Linked DNA regions of Sus scrofa: region 1 is linked to region 2. The links are chromatin contacts, called in public HiChIP or PLAC-seq maps. All regions are on one chromosome and are shown on one strand. Each heading gives the region's core, a stretch centred on a gene start, on an enhancer-like site or on the middle of the called end of the contact. The rest is flanking DNA. Distances are from core to core; before and after follow the strand shown.

Region 1 (4,713 bases), core at 1,390-3,889, 640 kb after region 2:
ATGTGGACATGAAAGAAACAGTGTTTAATTCCCCACCAACCACAACACTAAAGACATTCTAAATAATCAATGACTAATTCTTTATTCATTCATTATTCATTTATTCATTCATGCTGAGCACCGAAGGCATGAGAATGATTTAATTCCTTACTTTATGGAATCTACAATTCTGCGTTATTCTCCGTTACCAAGTTATCGTTATTAATATATTCAGTACAGAAATACATCTTTATCACAAATGTAAGTTGTGGTCATTATAGACGACTTCAGAAAATAAGAAAGAGATGAAGAAATCAGATGAAATCTTAGCACTAGGAGATAAAAGCTGATGATATTTGGGAATTAATGCATTTAATTTTCTTCCTATGTGTGGATTTAGCATACAAATTTATATGTTATATGAATATATACAAATATGTATTTGTACATTATATAACTATATGTATTTTTAGAAGACATTTATACTACATATACTATTTTATAAATATGGATATTTTAAATATAGATATTTTAGATAAAATATCTTGTAGATAAAATATCTTATAGATATTTTGTTTTATTTATTTTTTGAAATATAATAGACAAATATTTAGTGACATGAAGAATTCTACAAAATAAATTGTTATGTAAAAATCAGGTTACCGGAGTTCCCGTCGTGGCTCAGTGGTTAACGAATCCGACTAGGAACCATGAGGTTGCGGGTTCAATCCCTGGCCTTGCTCAGTGGTTTAAGGCGCTGCCTTGAGCTGTGGTGTAGCTCACAGACGCGGCTCGAATCCCGTGTTCCTGTGGCTCTGGCATAGGCCGGTGTCTGTAGTTCCGATTCGACCCCTAGCCTGGGAACCTCCATATGCCGCAGGAGTGGCTCAAGAAAAGGCAAAAAGGAAAAAAAAATCAGATTACAAAATAATGTTTATAGGAATTTTCAGTTATAGATATTTTTAAATGAATATATATCTACCTATGGATATGCCATAATTTATCAAATTCTCTACTGTTGGTCACTTAGATTGCATCCATATTTTTTACTATTATTAACAATGTAATAACCCATCTCTATAATTTTATTCATTTATCTATCCTTTTTTTCTGGCCAGATACTTTATGTTAAGGTTGACGTTTTATCTTCTTGAAGATTTAAAATTAAGAATATTAACAAATATTTTAAACATTAAAAAACCCCAAAACTAATCTACAGTATTAAAGGTCAAGATAATAGTTATCATCGGGATCAGGTGAGTGTTTTGATTAGAAGGTGACATAAGGAAGTTTCAAGTCTACCTGAACTACTCTGTGGTTCTACGTGGGGGTTGGTTACAAGGGCGTATTCACTTTGTAAAAACTGTCATGCTGTACACTTGTCATTTTCTACTTTCTTATATTTATGTTACATAGCAGTGTGTAACAAGTTAAAATATTATATTATGATTTGCATCCACATTTATATCCTTAGGTAAATTCTAAGAAAAGAATACATTATAATTTTAAAATTCATGTTGCTAATTATTCTGCCAAAAGATTGTACCAGTTTTGACTTTCACCAACAATATATAAAATGTGATTTCTTTGTGTTCAAATGAACTCTATCATAATTTTTCTAATTTGTAATGACTTACACATTTAAAAATTGAGTATTTTGGAGTTTCCGTTGTGGCACAGTGGAAATGAACCCGACTAGTATCCATGAAGACACAGGTTTAATCCTGGCCTTGCTCAGTGGGTTAAGGATACAGTGTTACCATGAGCTGTAGTGTAGGTCACAGACGTGGCTAGGATCCGGTGTTGCTATGGCTGTGTGTAGGTTGACACAGCGATAGCTCAGATTCAACCCCTAGCCTGGGAACTTCCATATGTCATGGGTGCAGCCCAAAAAAAAAAAAAAAAGAAAGAAAGAAAGTGTATTTTTCTTTCTTGCTTTTTAAACTTGGAAAGATTTCAAACTTACAGAAAAGATGAAAAATTAATACTATGAACATATATAAATTCCTCATTAAATTTGCTAACTTTTAACTTTTTGCCACATTTGCATCCTCTATTTATGCACACACACACACACACACACACACACACACATATCTATACCTGTGTATAAAATACAAGGTTAGATGTTTTGTCCCTTTAGTCTCTTTTTATCTAAAATAGCACTCTGTACCCTCACCCCACCCCACTTTCTTTCATGACATTCAAATTTTTCATGTGTAAATCACTTAATAACCTTATGTTCATTTTCAAATGTGTATGACCATGCTTGATTTTGCAGGCTCATACTACAGATTATTGTAGGTTTTCAGAAGCACATGTAACAACAACTGTAACAAATTTTCATTTGTGGCTATTGGTTAATCAGAGCAAGACACTGGATATCCAGTTGGGCACACCAGATGTTTTTACTGAGGGGGAAAAAAAAAGCATTAAGATCTTTTAAATCTTACATTATTACTTTGATCATATAAGAAATAATGGTGACATTTTATCCTCTAAAATGTATGGCAAGGGTTTGCCTTCATTTGACATGCAATATTATTCAATGAATTATTATAGAACCAGCTTAAAAGACCTGAGAGTGCAGTGACAGCCAAGAAGGATATTTTGAAGTTTGAAATGATCCCTATATAAATAGAACGGATCAGCATAACTTTGGGATAAAATTAGCTGACAGTTTGTGGACTCTCTAGCATGTGCCTGTTTGCTTGGTGCTGTTCTCCTGATAAATCACAACAAAGCTTCCAGAGGGAGAGAAAGGATGGACGGCCCGGCTGCCCCTGTTACTAAATCTGCAACTGCCAAGTTAGTTAAGAGAAATTTCCTTGAGGCTCTAAAGTCAAATGACTTCGGAAAATTGAAGGCCATTTTAATCCAACGGCAAATAGATGTGGACACAGTTTTTGAAGTTGAAGATGAGAATATGGTTTTGGCATCTTATAAACAAGGTAAACATAGGTATAGTTGTAAAAGTGATAGAAAATGGATTTTTCTTTAAATGCAAACCATTAGTTACCCAATCTAAGCTGGTAGCTCTTATTGTTTCTTTACATATTTAAAAACATTTCTCACGTAATTGTTTCTTTTTTAAACTAGGTGAAATGGGCTTATATATGTATATGTAAACCTCTTTTTCTTTTCTTTCCTTCTCTTTACTTTCTGTATCCTTGTGCCTGGAATTCAAAATCCTGTATAATCATATTTAGTTATGCAAATTTCTTTAATTTCTAACTCTTCTTCCTCCTCAACATAGAGTAAAGAAGACATCTCTAGGTTATGGTTAAACAGAGTGCTAAGATATAATCCAGACAGTATAACTAGGTTGGGTTCTGTTAACATGGCCACTTAAAGATAGATCATCTCTGCGTCCATCTGGAGGAATAAGAGGATTTTTGCCCTTATCTGGAGGATTAATAGATGGGCAGGGGGATACCTTGAAGCAACTTGATGATCCTCATCATTTTAATGAGTTTTCAGTTCAGGCAGGAAAGCCAAAAAGTTAACTTTTTTCCTTGACTGCAATGACAGAACAAAATTGTAGATCTACTTAACACGGAGTCTCTGTCTTATGAAAAACTGTGGATGACACAAATTAGAACTGATTTTTTTTCTTATCAAGGGATTTTCTGGAATCCATGCTTAATAAATCAGAAACAAAATAGAAGTGAGCAGACTCTGATTTCCCAAATCAGCCAGTTAATGGGAGAATTTGAGTAGCGAGGCCATCTGGTAAGCAGACCGCAAACAAACACCATGTTCAACATCACTTCTGTTTAAACAAAATAGATGATAAGGTCTTGTGTACAATGTTGAGCGGGAGATAGCAGTTCTTTTTTCATGGTTTAAATACTTTCCATTTGTGTATAGATCATCAGTGCCATCAATTTTCAGAAATTAATGCTAATGGTATATGTATTTCTACCTTAATTTACTATACTCTGCTTGTCAGTTCCGAAGGAAGGATGAGATCATTGAGGCCAGTTACTTCCTGCATTTATGATTTTTACTTGAGAGTTTTATTATAAATTGGCATTGCTATTTTGACTGGAAGATGAAGAGGTCTGGTTTTTAAAATGTGGTTGATGGAGGCACTGTTAAGAGGAATCTATACTATGTGACTGTTTTCATCTATGAATTTACTCAGTGAAAGACTGAATGCTACATACATTTTTAAGGCATTGTTTAAGCTTATGTTTGTGCCTAGCGTAAAGTAACATAGGTCCAAATCAGCAGGTAATTTATTTGGCCCTGAGTTGTGAAGAATGCCTTTTCTCATCTCTTGGGCTTGCCAAATTGCGATACACGTGAAGGTTCTGAAGTTGTGAGAAAGGAAGTTTTAGTGGCATATTCTGGAGTAAAAGGGTGCTGTTTCTTTTGCTTCTAATGGGGTCATCATCCTGAATCAGAAAATAAAAAGCACTTTAAAATCTTTCTGTCAATATGAGCTCCATGGTCTTCATAGAGCTAAATTTTCATTCATTCTAATGGGTCTTTTCATAGTGTTAGGGCTGTGGGATGTGTTTTCATGGTATTAGGACATTAAATTACACCATCTGGGGCCAGGGGAACAGGGGGAGAACAGTTCTGTTCTTATGCATGCCAGGTGGATGAATACAAGAAGGGAAAGGATTTGTTGTCATATCTTCAGGGTTTATGCAGGAAAGTGTGTGTGTGTGTGTGTGTGTGTGTGTGTGTGTGTGTGTGTGTGTGTGTGTGTAGAGAAAGAAATAC
Region 2 (4,409 bases), core at 175-2,674:
TTTAAAGCATCCTTCCTCATCTGTATTTGAGAGTGGTAACCCACTGCAATTTTCTCATTTTCTCTAACGTAAAATATATGTTTATATGTATAAATATACACAAATATTTGTGGCCGGCAACACACTTTAAAGGATTAAACGTGAGGACCGTGACTAAATGTATTCATTCACCCTACAGGATTCAGAAAAATATAACATTGCAGAGAGATCTAGGTCTCTGCGTAAACCTCGTAATCACCAAGAGGCCGTAGCCGGGAGGCTCCGAAGCCCGCCAAATACATTGGAGGCATCCACAGCTGTTTTTAATTGTTTTTGCTTTCTTCAAATAGTGCACTTGGTAGGGTCCCTGGCCCCCAACCGGGGTTAACCCTAACCTGAAAGCCCTATTTAGCTCCTAATTTATCATGATTCCGTTTCCCCACTCCGTAAAACCTAAGGAAAACGAGATTTCCATCGCCGAAAAATTCGCTTAGGAAAAGGGGAAAATTAGGCGTTTCAAAATGCACATTTTTTGTGTTCTCTCCAGATCACATTCAAGAAAAGGGGAAAAAAAGATGTGTCTCTGTAGAAGGGGGCGCAGCTTGACACCCATTTTCTATGGCTCGTCTACCGGCCGCAGAACCCCATTATTGGGGTAACGCCCCCCCCCCAAATGGGCAACGACCCCCTGCTCTTTGAGGAAGAGATCAGGAGAGGTCCACCAGCAGGGCTGCTGGAGAGCGGAGGGGGCGAGTGGGAATGGAAATTGGAGACGGAATTCCAGCGCCTCTGGGCAGGGAGGGGCCCGCGGGGGCGCGGAGAAAAAAGGCCAGGGGTCAAGCCTGGTAAGGGCCGCAAAGGGCCCAGGAAGTGGGGTATGGGGAGTCCTGATGGAGGGGTACCTTGGGGACTCCACAGAAGGGGGGCTGGTGCCCAGAAAAGGCACCTGGGTACCCAAAACCCGGGAGGGGGATGGGGAGGCGAAGGCCTGTTGGCCCCAGGACCTCCCATCGCGCGCACACCACTAACCTGTCAGCAAGAAGGTGCCAGTGGTCGCGGGGCTCATCCTGGGTGTCCCCCGACCCTGTCCCGTCCAAGCACAAGGGTCTCCCAGCTCCCACCACCGGGGCAATTGCTTTCTTGGCCTGGCTAGGCCGGCCGTCCTCGATTCTCCCCTCCCCTCCCTTTCTTCTTTCCTCCCAGCTTGGCCAGTTCAGCATCAGCATCCTGCACCCCCTCCTTAATCCCGTACTCCCTCTAGCGGCGGGCCGGTGTAGCGTGGCCATCGCCCCCACCCCCTTTTCCCCCATCCCCCTATCCCCTCCGCCCCCGCTCCCCCCTCTCCGCCCCCCTAACCCGCGGAGCACGCTGGGATTTGGCGCCCCCCTCCTCGGTTCTGCCTATATAAGGCTCACAGTCGGCACTCCCGGTACACGCGCTTCAACTTCGGTTGGTGTGTGTCGAAGAAACCTGACTACGACCTGAGGAGACCAGCGAAGAGGGACCACCGAGCCTCGCGAAAGGTCCGCTGAGCGGGCTCGCGTCCGGAGCCACTCCGGGCTGCTGAGCACCCAGCGGAGCCCACGCCTGGCGCAGGTGTGGGACCCCGTCCTTCCTGTCTTCGCAGAGGAGTCCTCGCGTGGTGAGTATGCGGTGAGGATGTTTCTTTTTTTTTAAGATCACATTCATTCCCTGTTATTATCAGGAGCTGCGGGAGATAAAGTAGCGCCCGAAAGTCTCCACGCACACCTTGTCACGCCTTCACTGGCTGTGCCCCAAAACTGCTTGGAGAAACCAAGCCTTCAGGGCTTTGATTCCCAGAACCCAAGTCCAGATGCGGGCTGTAGACAGATATGAGCTGCGGACAAACATGAGCTGCAGACGGACATGAGCTACAGACCAATTTGCAAACGTGCCGCAAAGTGGTATGCGCTACAAACTAATTGGCGCTTCAATTCGCTACAAACTGATAAGCGCTTCAAATGCGCTGCAGACTGATGAGCGCTGCAGATGCGCTACAGACTGATAGGCGCTTCAAATGAGCTACAAGCTGATGGGCGCTTCAATGTGCTGCCAACTGATGGGCACTTCATTGCGTGAAAACCAGTATCAACTGCGGTGATATATGAACTGCAGACTAATGAATGATTTGCGCTTTAAATGCGCTACAATATCTGAGCTGCAGAAGATTAGCACTACAAATATGATATTACCACTACAACAGCGCTTCATTGCGCTGTAGGACACAGGAACCACAGAGGTACATGAGCTACGGAACGATTTACACCTAAAATGCGCTACAAAATAGTAACAGCTGCAGAGGTACGCGAGCTGCGCTGTTTTGCGCTACAAAGAAACCAGCTGAAGCGAACATGAGCTGAAGAGTAAGATTACTCTTCTTAGAGGAACCCCACCCTTTGTCTCTAACACACCTTTTGGAATGGCTCCCACTATGTTTTTCTACAGGATGGTTCTCTGCGTGATGGTGCTGTTAGACAAAATGGAGCCCTGGGCAAAAATTAGTGTTTAACATTCTGCCCACACCACTCCTGCTATGGTAGTGAAGTGGAGGGACGCTGACTTGAGCGCAAAAGGGAATCTTTTGGTGGTGGCAGAGCAGGCTGCCTTGCCTAGTAGCGCTTGATTGAAGTGGCAGTGTAGTTGTAGTGGTGGCCCGAACTGGCGTCCAGCAACAGTTTGTGGCTGTTGGTTTGCTTAGTCTTGGAAGGGGAGGAGGTTGGATCTGCGGGTGATTGCTCTTGTTGCATGAAATGAATCTGGCTGTTGGAGGCTGGTGGGAGGGGTTCTGGGAGGGGGGATCCTGGGAGAGGCGTGCAGCCAGTCTCAGACATGCCCCGCCCATTCTAGCGAGCCTTCTCTGCAGTATCTGCTCTGAGCAGGTTTAGCGCCTCCCAGCGCCTACTTAGAGTGCGCCTCCTTTGCAGCGCGCCTTCCCAGAGCGCGCCTTCCCAGAGCGCGCCTTCCCAGAGCGCGCCTTCCCAGAGCGCGCCTTCTAGACCCTGCCTCCCCAGGCCCCGCCTCCCCCTAAGCCTGCCTCCTCTGAGGTAGTTCCCGTAGACCCTGCCTCCCACATGCCCCCCCTTCTTGGGTGGCTCCCCCAAACCCCACCTCTCTCTGAGCCTGCCCTCTTTGCGGTGGCTTACCCAGGCCCCGCCTCTTAAAGCTTGGCCCCTCCCTGAGCCAGCCTCTTCAGAACTGGCCTAGGGCCCCACCTCTCCAGAGCCTGCCTGCGCCTGCGCAGTGTGAGCCGCCCGCCCCCCGCACCACCAACCAATCAGGTCCCCTTCCTTTGCGCCTATGCGCCTTTACTGCCTAGCCTGGCTGCACAGCCCCACCCACCTGCGGGTTCTCCCTGCGTTTCTCCCTGCGCTGGATTTGATTTCTATCCGTTAGTGTCTAACAAAAATAAGAATAACAAATAAGAATAATTGACAGCAATAGCAATACATGGCATTGTATAATCAGTTTTCATATGTGAAATAACATAATCCCACAACCTAAAACTCATCATAGTGGGTTATGAAAGATGCCTCTAAATTGACATGGCTGGTGCCTCCAAAAGCAATCTAGCTAAATATTTTTATTATAAACAAAAGATATTTAAAATCTTAAATATCTTAAATTAGCGTTCTTAAATTTTAATTTTTTTTAGTCTTAAATTTTAGTTTTTTAAGATTAAAATCTATAAGTTTTTTGACACACTAGTGACCTTTGTGGTGGGACCTACTGGAATTAGATGTTTTGGTGGATGCAAAATAAAGAACTTGAATTTTGTTTCACAGGAGTTTTAAGTGGCTTTATTGGTGCTGCTGGCTTAGCCTCTGAGTGAGAATGAGGTGTTTATTTGGATTTTTTTCTTGGAACTCTAGGGGATTAGCTCTGGCTAATTTGCCTGCATATTTATTAATTGTGCCTGGCACATGGTAGGCATTCATTAAATATGTGTTAAATGACCAGAGTAGATTGGTTTATTTGGTGTCTTCTTTGCTGTCTCTAGGTGTTTTCTAGTTTTGCTCCTGGCTCTTTCCTATGGTGCTTTGCTGTCCTGGATTGTCCAAGACACTGCTTACTTTACTCATTTACATTTAACAGGATCTTAAAAAAAAAATGTGCATTTTTAAACTCCACTAATGTAAGCTGTAATTGTAATTCAAAACAACCAAATTAATTCAAAACATTCAAAATAATTAGCTTTTTTATAAACTAAAAAAGCAAAAGCTAATTATTTCAATTTGGGGCAAGTGGATTATTTAATGGTATATAAGTGTCACATTTAAAATTTGTAATGTAACAAACTGGTTACATTATAAAAATATAGATTGACAGTTTTTAGCTGGCATTTTAAAATATCTATATAAAACAAATTTATAACTTACTGCTAGTTAGATATTTATGTTTCTAATTAAATG

Evidence for each region. HiChIP or PLAC-seq counts read pairs in DNA pulled down with a chosen protein or histone mark.
Region 1: an H3K27ac HiChIP or PLAC-seq map of skeletal muscle shows a contact between it and region 2, with 4 times the contacts expected there. The contact joins the promoter of ASB4 here to the promoter of PEG10 in region 2. A contact is called at or near these places in 2 of 47 Hi-C or Micro-C datasets (embryonic fibroblasts and skeletal muscle) and 1 of 2 datasets of contacts at active chromatin or transcription factors (skeletal muscle).

The regions. Positions count from the first base shown.
Region 1 is chr9:75,107,739-75,112,451 of Sscrofa11.1, forward strand. ASB4 (ankyrin repeat and SOCS box protein 4) reads left to right here and starts at 2,640. Exons shown (of 6, transcript XM_021102414.1): 1 at 2,640-2,930. The coding sequence starts at 2,744.
Region 2 is chr9:74,472,697-74,477,105 of Sscrofa11.1, forward strand. It overlaps PEG10 (paternally expressed 10), which reads left to right and starts at 1,425. Exons shown (of 2, transcript NM_001302463.1): 1 at 1,425-1,621. SGCE (sarcoglycan, epsilon) reads right to left here and starts at 1,128. Exons shown (of 11, transcript NM_001144124.1): 1 at 1,009-1,128. The coding sequence starts at 1,045.